Linked DNA regions of Oryctolagus cuniculus: region 2 is linked to region 1. A link is a contact called in public Micro-C data. All regions are on one chromosome and are shown on one strand. Each heading gives the region's core, a stretch centred on a gene start, on an enhancer-like site or on the middle of the called end of the contact. The rest is flanking DNA. Distances are from core to core; before and after follow the strand shown. Region 1 overlaps TCF4 (transcription factor 4). Region 2 overlaps TCF4 (transcription factor 4).

Region 1 (4,762 bases), core at 1,166-3,665:
TATGAGGTGCAGAAAGGCAATAGCTTTAAAACAACATGCTAATCCTAATATTAGTACCTTGAAAAAGGAAAACTGCCAAGATGTTGGAATAATGCCCAGTTATCCGTCTTACCTACAGCAATAAAACTGTCCTATAAATGTGAACAAGACAGTAAGGATACATTTTGGAGCTAGGTTCCTGGCATTTTTTTTTCCATCTCACCATTCCCTAGAACAAGTCTGACCTAGGGAGACAAAACACAGCAGATGGTAACCCTGCCTGGTACCATGAGCACTTAGTCAATCCAAATAATTCACACAAAAATGAAGCAAGATGTTCAATGATTTATGGCCCTGATTTCACTAGATAATTATGGAATTCTACTCTTCAATAGAGTCACCTTTTTATAGTCACATGCTGGATAGCTAATGTGTCTAAAAACAATACTTTACTCTTAATAATAAAATACTCATTACTAATATAATTATTACTAACAAGAGTGCCAGGCACTCTTGAAAGTATTATTTAGTCCTCATTCCAATCTATAAAATTACTGTACACACTGTACAGACAAAGGAACTGAAAGACAGCAACTAAAACACTAACTATGACACACAGAACCAACTTTCAAATCCAGGAAGTGCAGATCCTGTCCAAGTGCAGAACTACTTGGTATGGGAGTGGGTCTAATCTAATGATTCTGCAAAAAAGCAAAACTAAACTTCATTTACATCGAAAGAGCACCAGACCCAGATTCAGCTGGCCTGAGTTCTAGCCCGGGCTCTTCACTGTGTGACCTCCATGGAGACACCTCTCCGCAACGGTTTCTTCATCTGTGAAATGAAGCTGGAAAGCTTGTTTTTCCAGTTTTCAAGATTTCAGACTCTGACGACAAACACTTCAATCTCAGTTTTACTTAATGACCAGATCATTTTTCTATCATTGTTCAGATCTAGAAACACTGACCATTTGCAGTAGAAATCAGAAGGCAGCAGCAGTTTCTCAGTGGCTCAATGACCCTCAACCCACTCGACGTGTTATAAAACTGCGCTTCCCATCACTGCAGGCTACTTTCTAGTACGTATAAGTCCAACACACACAGGAGGGTCTGAGGCTGCTACTTGCCAGTTCTCGATCCGCATTTTCGATTTAGCAGACGAAGTTAAATGTTCAATGCAGAAACGTTAGCCATGATAACACACATATTCAAATGCCTACAATGTCATCACACACCCCAAAGATATTTCACCAGAAACACACACACTCATTCATTTCAACAGAATTATTCCAATTATGTTTTCCTTACCTAAGACTTAACATACTTCTGTACAGTTCACTTGCACACCAACGGGTAACTGCACACATGAAGATGAAGACCCGAACATCTTTACAGCCACAGCACTGCTGGCAACCACAGAGGTAACCACTGATTTCTAACCTCGACTGAATTATTGTTGGAGAATGCTGGGGGAGAAGAGTTTGGTGTGTATTAAGTACACAGAGAAATCACTTGGCTAACAGACTGGGCTCAAGTGTTGTTGGTAATGAGTTCCCCTCATTTTCTGCATTGCCCTGAAAAGATCTAGGCTGAACTAGCCCTGCTGCAGTCACTTCAGTAAGATGGAGGAACTGATCTGGGTGACCTGGAAGTGGCTACAACCAGGAGGAAAAACTGATGATTATTTGTCGCCTAACAAGCCACATCCTCAAGCTGGCGCTTCCCCAAACAACAGAACCAGTGAGAGAAATGGGGTCTCCTGACTGAAGAACCAGCAGCAATGGGAAGAGGTGGTTGGAGGACCCCCCCCAACACACCCAACACACAATGTGCCCCAAATCCCTCTACCATGAAACAAATTGACTCTCAAAACCCCATATCACTTGATATGTGAACTGCAGAGTCATTAAAATGAAACAAAAACATCTTCAGCAAACACTGCTGCTTTCAATTGGTCTGACCACGGTCTCAGCCCGTCCACGCCACCGTTCCCTGTAACCACACTGCCACTCCTGAATCTCCCTGCGACAGCAGTTCCCTGCCACCACTTCTAAGAATGGTTTTTGAATGTCAATATTCTGGTGAATTTTCAGACGTAGTTATTATTTCTAATGATAACTGAGAAACTGCCCGGTTATATTTTGCTTCTCAAAATTTGATCATGCTAATAACTTTCAAAATACTCACTGAGCAGTTAATAAGAGCCAAACACTGTTCTCAGAGCTTTAACTGTACTAACTCATTTAATTCTCGTAGCCCAACGAAGTAGATACTTATATTATCCTCGTTTTATACAGAAATTAAATAATTGTGTTGCCCCAGGCTTCAGGTAGCAAGTGGCAGAACTGAGATTAAAAGCCGGAATCGGTGCTGGAAAGCCCACCCTTTCCAGCTCACACTTGTTCTCCAGCTAGAAAACACCAGAAATCTGCAGAGTAAACACTGTTGCCGTGCATGCCCTGTTATTCCTGGAAACACTTAATAACAAACTGCAAATAACAAACCGCAATACATGCTCAGTGCAACAAGCCTTCATTTCACAATCCCTATAAGAAATCTGCTTACTTTTGGAAAGGATGGGCTGACTTTAAAAATCCAAACAAAACCTAATTTGTATTTTGATTAACTGTTAAACAGATTATATGAAGTAAACATCAGCATATATCTTCTCTCAAAAAATCACAGGAAGACTCCTTTAAGTTTAAAAAAAAAAACATATTTTTAACAGGAAAAAGACTCCCGTTCCTGAGTTTGACAAATGCCTAACGCCTGAATAATCTGTACCAAAAATCAGATTAGTTGGCATTAAAGTCTATCTATGTGTGTCCTATTTCTACAAGTACTAAAGGACCATTACTGCTCCCTTACTGCCCCCAAGTATTACGATTTTCTAAAGCAATGTTACACACAGGATGGGATTTTTGAATGATATTGCTGAAGGACTGACATAGAGCTTTGAGGTTACCTTAGTTACTCTTTCCCTGATAAAAGTACAGTTACTTAAAGGCAAGCACAATAGCAACCGGACACATGCACAGACACACCACCATATACCCAGTTCAGACACTGACAGTGTTTCTTGTGTTTCCAGTGTTAATGCACTGTGTAGAAAACTACACTCACGGAAATATTCAGCGCCTCTCTTGCCAGGACAGCCTGCAAAAAAAAAAAAAAAGCCCCCGGATTTGTAAACAAAATCGAGTTCATTTTGAAAAATATGGATCACAAATGGCATGATCCCCTTTAAATATACAAGGAATCTTCAAAAAGCTCATGGAAAACACACATTCTGCAGAAACTGTGCAGACATTTCAAAATTATTTGCACCACAATAAACTGGCTTTTTAATTTTATTTCTCCACAAGCCTTCTGAATCATCCTCAAGTAGTTGAAAAGCAACTCAGGTCATCAGGGGTGAAATCTCGTAATGGCTGAATGTGACACCTAAAGCAATCCCCCCAAAAGGACTACCCCAAAAGGTAGTCCCTGTACACTAGGAGGAGGGCCACGTTCCTCAAAATCTTAAGTCACATGAATCATTAGGTCCTGAAATAGCCCCCAACCCTGTGTCCTACAGGAATTTCACAAAGCCAGACATTAATCTGGGGGTCTGTGCCAAAAATGGAAGGCCCAGCAGGTCGGGGGGTGGGGGATCACAAGAACTGAAACTTTTGGGATGGCAGCCAGGGAAATTCCTTTGACAATCAGTCCTATCTTCACCCTGAGGCTACCTTTCAAAGGTTGAAGTAAGTACTTTCTTTGGAAATCTTTATACATGAAAATGGTTGGAAATAATTACCTAAAGGAAGAATCCTAAGGAAGAAGTAAGAGAAATGAAAGCAAAAGCAAAGATTTTTTTTTAACCAACACTGGCCTTCCACTCTCTCACACTGTTTTTCTCTTTCACATTTGTCTCCTTTAAATTTCTATCAAACCATCCAAAAGTTGTACTTACACAATTTACATTTATTAAATAAAAACTTTCTATAAAAAAATGTCTACCAAACCAAGGCCAAGTCTCCCCCTCCCCATGTCTCCCCATGTTCTATGTGGTGTCACTCAATGAGTGAGACTGGCAGTAATCACATCTTCTGACTCAAGGCTAAGGAGACGCGTCCATCACCTGTAACTCCAGAGGTGACTCTCCGTCTGCCCCTCAGACTGCCTGAGTCACAGCGGAGGACCCAGGGAGAGCTCCATCCCATTATTTGTCTAAAGAGGCGTGGCAATGTTGGGCGTTTTGATAGATACAGCAAAAAAAAAAAAAAAGAGCTTAAAAAAATCAGAAATGTTTATAATATTCTCCAGAACATTCTCATGTGTTTTTAAATTTTTTAAATATATTCAAGTATTATATGACTCTATGACTCTAAACCATGCATTCCAGCCACAGTCTTTCCAACAAACCTCAGTCAAGAACGTCTAGTGATTCAACTTCTGACGGCAACAGATGAAACTTTTTTAATAGAGACTGGGCTTATAAAATACAAGTTACATAAATATTTACCTCCACTTCCATACAAATAGGAAGTGACAAATTCTGTCAATATATCTGGCAATTGAAACTCTAAAATACAAAGTTTGTAAAGATCTCCATTCAAGGCACCTTCCTTTAAAGGAGGTTGCTTGTTACTCTTCTGTGCTTCACGGAAACAGAACAGCAGTTAGCCATGAGGGTGGATTTTCATTTATTTGAATACATCAGTCGGTAGAAGGGGAAATGATATTGGCTGTGTGTTTATGAGCTGCATTAGAAATCTGAACAATAGCAGACCTTTACCAAA
Region 2 (4,685 bases), core at 1,518-4,017, 96 kb before region 1:
TGGTTGATGGGGAAAAACCCAGCATAGAATAAAACAATGGAGTTGGAGCTACTCAATGTTCCATCATTTCATGAGGCCTTTTCTTTATATCATCTTTTGTTGGGGCAATGCAGGGGCATTAAATGATAACCAATTAAAAAATAGATATTTGGTTTTTAAGCTTTGTTTTTACTTTTATATAACAGGTGCATATCTAAATCAAAAACCAAAACCTATATTATCTGATAAGCTTTTCTAAAATACAGATTTTCATGTGACCCCTGCATTTCAGGTTAGGTGGTAGTTCATGAATAACAGACTTCTGGAAATGCTTTTAAAATGTTTAAGCAGTGACTTCCTAATCCTAAGTGGGTTCTTTTTTTCTCAAGCAAACATTTTTTTGCAAATATTTAGGCTGCTTTGATACGCAAATGTTCTCCCAAACATTTCTACCAGCCAGCCACTGAAATCTCTCCACAGACCCCAACCAATGGGAAAGTTTGCAAGGGAAATGTGAGAAGCAACTGGATGGGGGATACTGGCAGGCACATTGGCTGCACTGCCCACAAACAAATGTTGATTTTGTTGCAATACCTGAAAGAAAACCCTTGCAGGTCCTGGAAAAGCAACTACTTTAGAATTCTCAATCATGGGGCTGTAATTCTCATTGACTGAACCCACTGCTCCTGGGGAGGGTACAAGTGACCGCCCACAGGTTTCCTATTTCAGAGTCCAGTAACTCCAGTAAATGTGGCTTGCAGCTGGACAGTGAGCATCCCACCGCTTGAAAAAGAAAATGCCCACAGGAAGTATTAACGTGTGCAAGAGGGAACAGCAAAAGCGACAAATGATCATGACCAGAGTCCCAAGTCTTAGCAAGGAAAACTCCAGCCAGGGAAGCAGATGCATCTGGAGTCACCTTTACTCTAATGAATAACTCAAGAAATAAAACTCATGAAAAGGATGGTTTTCTATTAATAATAAAAGGTACCGAAAACTAACTTGTAAATAGATAACGACTACATGAGTAAAAACAAAAACAAAAACAAAAACTTCCCACATTCCCTTCCTCTTCCACGCTTCAAAAGCAGCCTCAAAACTTCCTATGCAGCAATGGGAATCCTTGATAACAAGTCAACAGACCATTTCAAAATATTTTGCCAGTTTACCTAAAGCTCATAAGCCATCATAGGCTAGCTACACTGAAAAACAAATGCAGATCTCAAGGTTCTGGTCGCTAATACCAAGCTAGGCATGGCTTAAGAAGCTATGAATTGGTCTACATTTGAGAATTTGGTGGGAGGAGAAAACTAACAGGGAATTAATCAAAGCCAGTGGAACACTCCCGCTCACAGAATTAAAAGGAGCAGCTTCTAGGCGACTAACCTGCTGCTCCCCACTTGCTCTTTCTCTTCTGCCCTCACTGCCTCATCTGCACACATTAGAAGTGGTCAAAGACTTCATCAGATGTGGTTTTGACAATAACAGCAAAGTGCCTAAAGCCACAGATTTTAATTGTGCCCCAAATACAGATTTTGGGGGCAAAATGGAACCAATCACAGCCGGAAGTGCCTTGAAAGAAAAGAAAAAGGAAACACCACCTTCAGCAGTTACTCTGTGCTTACTTGTACTGTATGAAAAGAAAATAAAAAAGCTCTCTAAAATGTCAGAATTAACCTATCGTTTCAGATTGCTTACAGGTGAAATTCTACCATCTGGATGGGCAGTTTGCCCGCATGAAAAAGAAACAAACAAAAAAAAAAGTGAAACCTTCTTCTGCCTGCTATTTTAACACAATAGATTTTAAAAGAAAGAGGACAGAGCCACCACAGTCTGCAGACACGGGTGCACACACATTGACACACACGCATGTATGCACAGGCACACAGGTTCGGATACAAGCTGCGGCAAAGCCAAAGTTGGAAAAAGAGACTGAAATAAAATTCTGCTTCTTAGAACTCTGAGAAATCGGTAAGAAGGAAAGCCTAGACATTCTAAATCACATCAACAGGGAGGGGAGTCAAAGTCCTCATTTAACAATTGTTGATACTTTCATTTTACTACGATATTCTTTAAAACCTGAGACCCCACATACTCAGGCTTCTGTCTTGTCCTAACAAGGCGTATTTATATTCTTTCTTTATGCTGGGCTAGCAACTTTGGGAATCAGGATTTGACTTTAAATAAACAGGAAACAGCATCTTAGGAACTCCCAGAGTTGTTTGCTATCATTTTAGAATCAAAATGCTTATAAATTTTATAGTTTATAAAGAAATAGGTTTTCAATATCCCTTTTTCTTATTCCTATCCTTATACTACAAACTTTTCTTTTAAAAACATCTTCCTTGGCCAAAAAAAAATTGTTTCACTGATTTTTTTTTTAAACTTAAAGACAAATATGAAATGGAGTCAGAATTCTGTGGTTCCCTTTCTAACCTTAGGGTCAAACTCAGTTTAACTTCATGCTACTGTGACAAACATGGTACCAGGTTGGCACAAATAGTTGTCAACCTAAAGCCCACATTTTGAAAGCAATTCACAGAGGGTTTATAAATCCATAGCTCTCTGGACTAAACGTCAGGATCTCTTTTCTGGGCGTTCTGGGTATCCATTTGGATGGCGTAGTATCTCCTAAAATTACATTTGAGGCACAACACGACACTGCAAGTGTTGAGTGAGAGAATTATGGGCACATTCTCAAACCCTTACACTAAACCGCAAAGGGAATAGATTAAAAAGAAAAAGCACTGAAGAAACAGCTATCATGGGGGTGAGGGGGAGACCATCCTTAATTTAGAAATCGAATACTTGCTTTTCTTCCGACCTTATGGGTAGCACACGGAGGGAGGCACCGGAGGATCTAAGCCCAAATACGTGATGAGGAGTTGCCAAAAAGCATGTGGATGAATAAACTGTTGTGGCGTAAATTTGCCAGCTAGAGGACAGCCCACAACACGCTGGGGCTTGGCTGTCCTAACATGTTTTACTATGTAAATTTAAATAGTCTTGAAAGGGAAAAGGAAAGAAGGGAAAAGGTAGCAGGATTTATATATATACACACACACACACACACACACACTCACACACACACACACATATATACACTTAAAAAAAGTTTGCCAGAAATTCTCACATTTGGATTACAAATAAAAGTACTTTCATTGCTATTACAAAAGGGGGGGGGGGTGGAATCTGGTTCTTAGGCTAACACTCATCACATGTTTCCTATGATGGAAATTTAGGGGGGTGGATTAAAGAGTTAAAGACTCCCTACCATTAATTTGCATCTGGTGCTTTTAGTGTGTGTGTGTGTTTTTTTCTTCCCTGAAAAGTTGGCAGAGCTGCCGATTTTCCATAATGCAAGCATTTGGGAATTGTGAGCGGAATGAAACCGATCCAATCTCCTGACTGCGACATGAATTTTCATTAATTACAACCTTGTCAGCAAAAGCATTATCAAAGCTGAATATGAAAATGCTAATGAGTCCTCATTTGCATATTTTTCTTTGTTGGAATGTCATTAATTATTACATTTTATGATGATGAATGCAGCTGTCGAAGCTCTCCGATGCATAATTAGCCATCAGAATGCCAGGAGCCGATCAGCATTTTTGGGTGAAAAAAAACAAATTTCACTTCCACTCTCCCCCATCCCAACACTACCAAACACACACACTCACACACACACACACAGACACACACACACACCCCTGATGACGACAGTCCTGAGGTTGGACTTTGGGGAAGTTGAAAAGGGCTAGGTTAAAGGGAATTTATTTCTGTGTTAAATTTATTTTGTTTTTAGCCGATAACAGTCCTATACAATAGAAGCAGTCCTTAATAAAAAAAAATCATTATTCCAGCTTAATTAATGCCACGCTTAATTATAACACCATGATGTCAGCGGTTTTAATTAAGTATTGGCTTCGTTACAAAAAAAAAAAAAAAAAAAAAAAACCTCCTTGCTGCAGTAAGAATCACAATACCCAGATTTGTGCAAATCATTTCTGCGAATTTTTGGTCCTCCGTGGTTCGTGAACTCTGCAGATACAAACAGGCAGCATGAAAACCCTATGCACAGACGCGTGCGCAGGAGAGGACAAGACGCGCACACGCACACTCACACACACCCACACTCAGCGAGCGGAGGGCAGACGCCGGACTTTCCTACTACGCGACTTGCATAGACTTCAGAGCTTACCTACTTGGCCACTTTTTTGAGCTAAAGTGTAAGTGAAGATGACAAAACATAGCTCATCCTCCCTCAGCCGCTGGGAACGGTGTTTATAAGTAAAAAAAGAAAAACAACACCGAGCAGATGGGACCATTACACATGACCAAACCAATCAATCACAGATGAAGGGCCCAGGTGCAGCGCAGCCGTGCAACAACGCACCATTTCACAGTCTGTCAGACACACACACACGGTCGTCCATGAGTGACCCTCCTCAGCTCCCCCCGGACCTCATCTGGGGCGCTGCGCCCCTCTCGCCTGCCTACGCTCCAACTGACGTCTTCATAATCGCCCTGTCTTTCTATCTGCTTTGGCTTCGGTGAAGAGAGGAGGATGGAAGGGGTGGCGACTGGGGGGAAGGGCGGTGGGGAGGGGAGATAAGGACAGGGGCTCGCATCATTGTCACTTAGGAGGAGTCCCGTCTTCTTCCTGCTGCCAGCCCCACGCCCCTCCCTCCTAAACCACCATCAGA

What was found. Hi-C and Micro-C count contacts between places; a contact is called where the count stands out from the background.
Region 2: a Micro-C map of ear pinna shows a contact between it and region 1, with 2.7 times the contacts expected there. The contact joins two enhancer-like sites. A contact is called at or near these places in 4 of 6 Hi-C or Micro-C datasets (ear pinna, psoas muscle, skin fibroblasts and 1 more).

The regions. Positions count from the first base shown.
Region 1 is chr10:22,789,199-22,793,960 of mOryCun1.1, reverse strand. All of the region lies in intron 2 of TCF4 (transcription factor 4), which reads right to left. Among named protein-coding and RNA genes, the nearest start is that of TCF4, 90 kb to the right of the region's middle. Within about 2 kb of position 2,415, at least 3 of the 8 cell types and tissues checked have an H3K27ac peak or open chromatin away from gene starts, as enhancers often do. A contact at or near this core is called in ear pinna, where this site is marked.
Region 2 is chr10:22,885,588-22,890,272 of mOryCun1.1, reverse strand. The region is part of intron 4 of TCF4 (transcription factor 4); the gene reads right to left. Among named protein-coding and RNA genes, the nearest start is that of TCF4, 190 kb to the right of the region's middle. Within about 2 kb of position 2,767, at least 4 of the 8 cell types and tissues checked have an H3K27ac peak or open chromatin away from gene starts, as enhancers often do. A contact at or near this core is called in ear pinna, where this site is marked.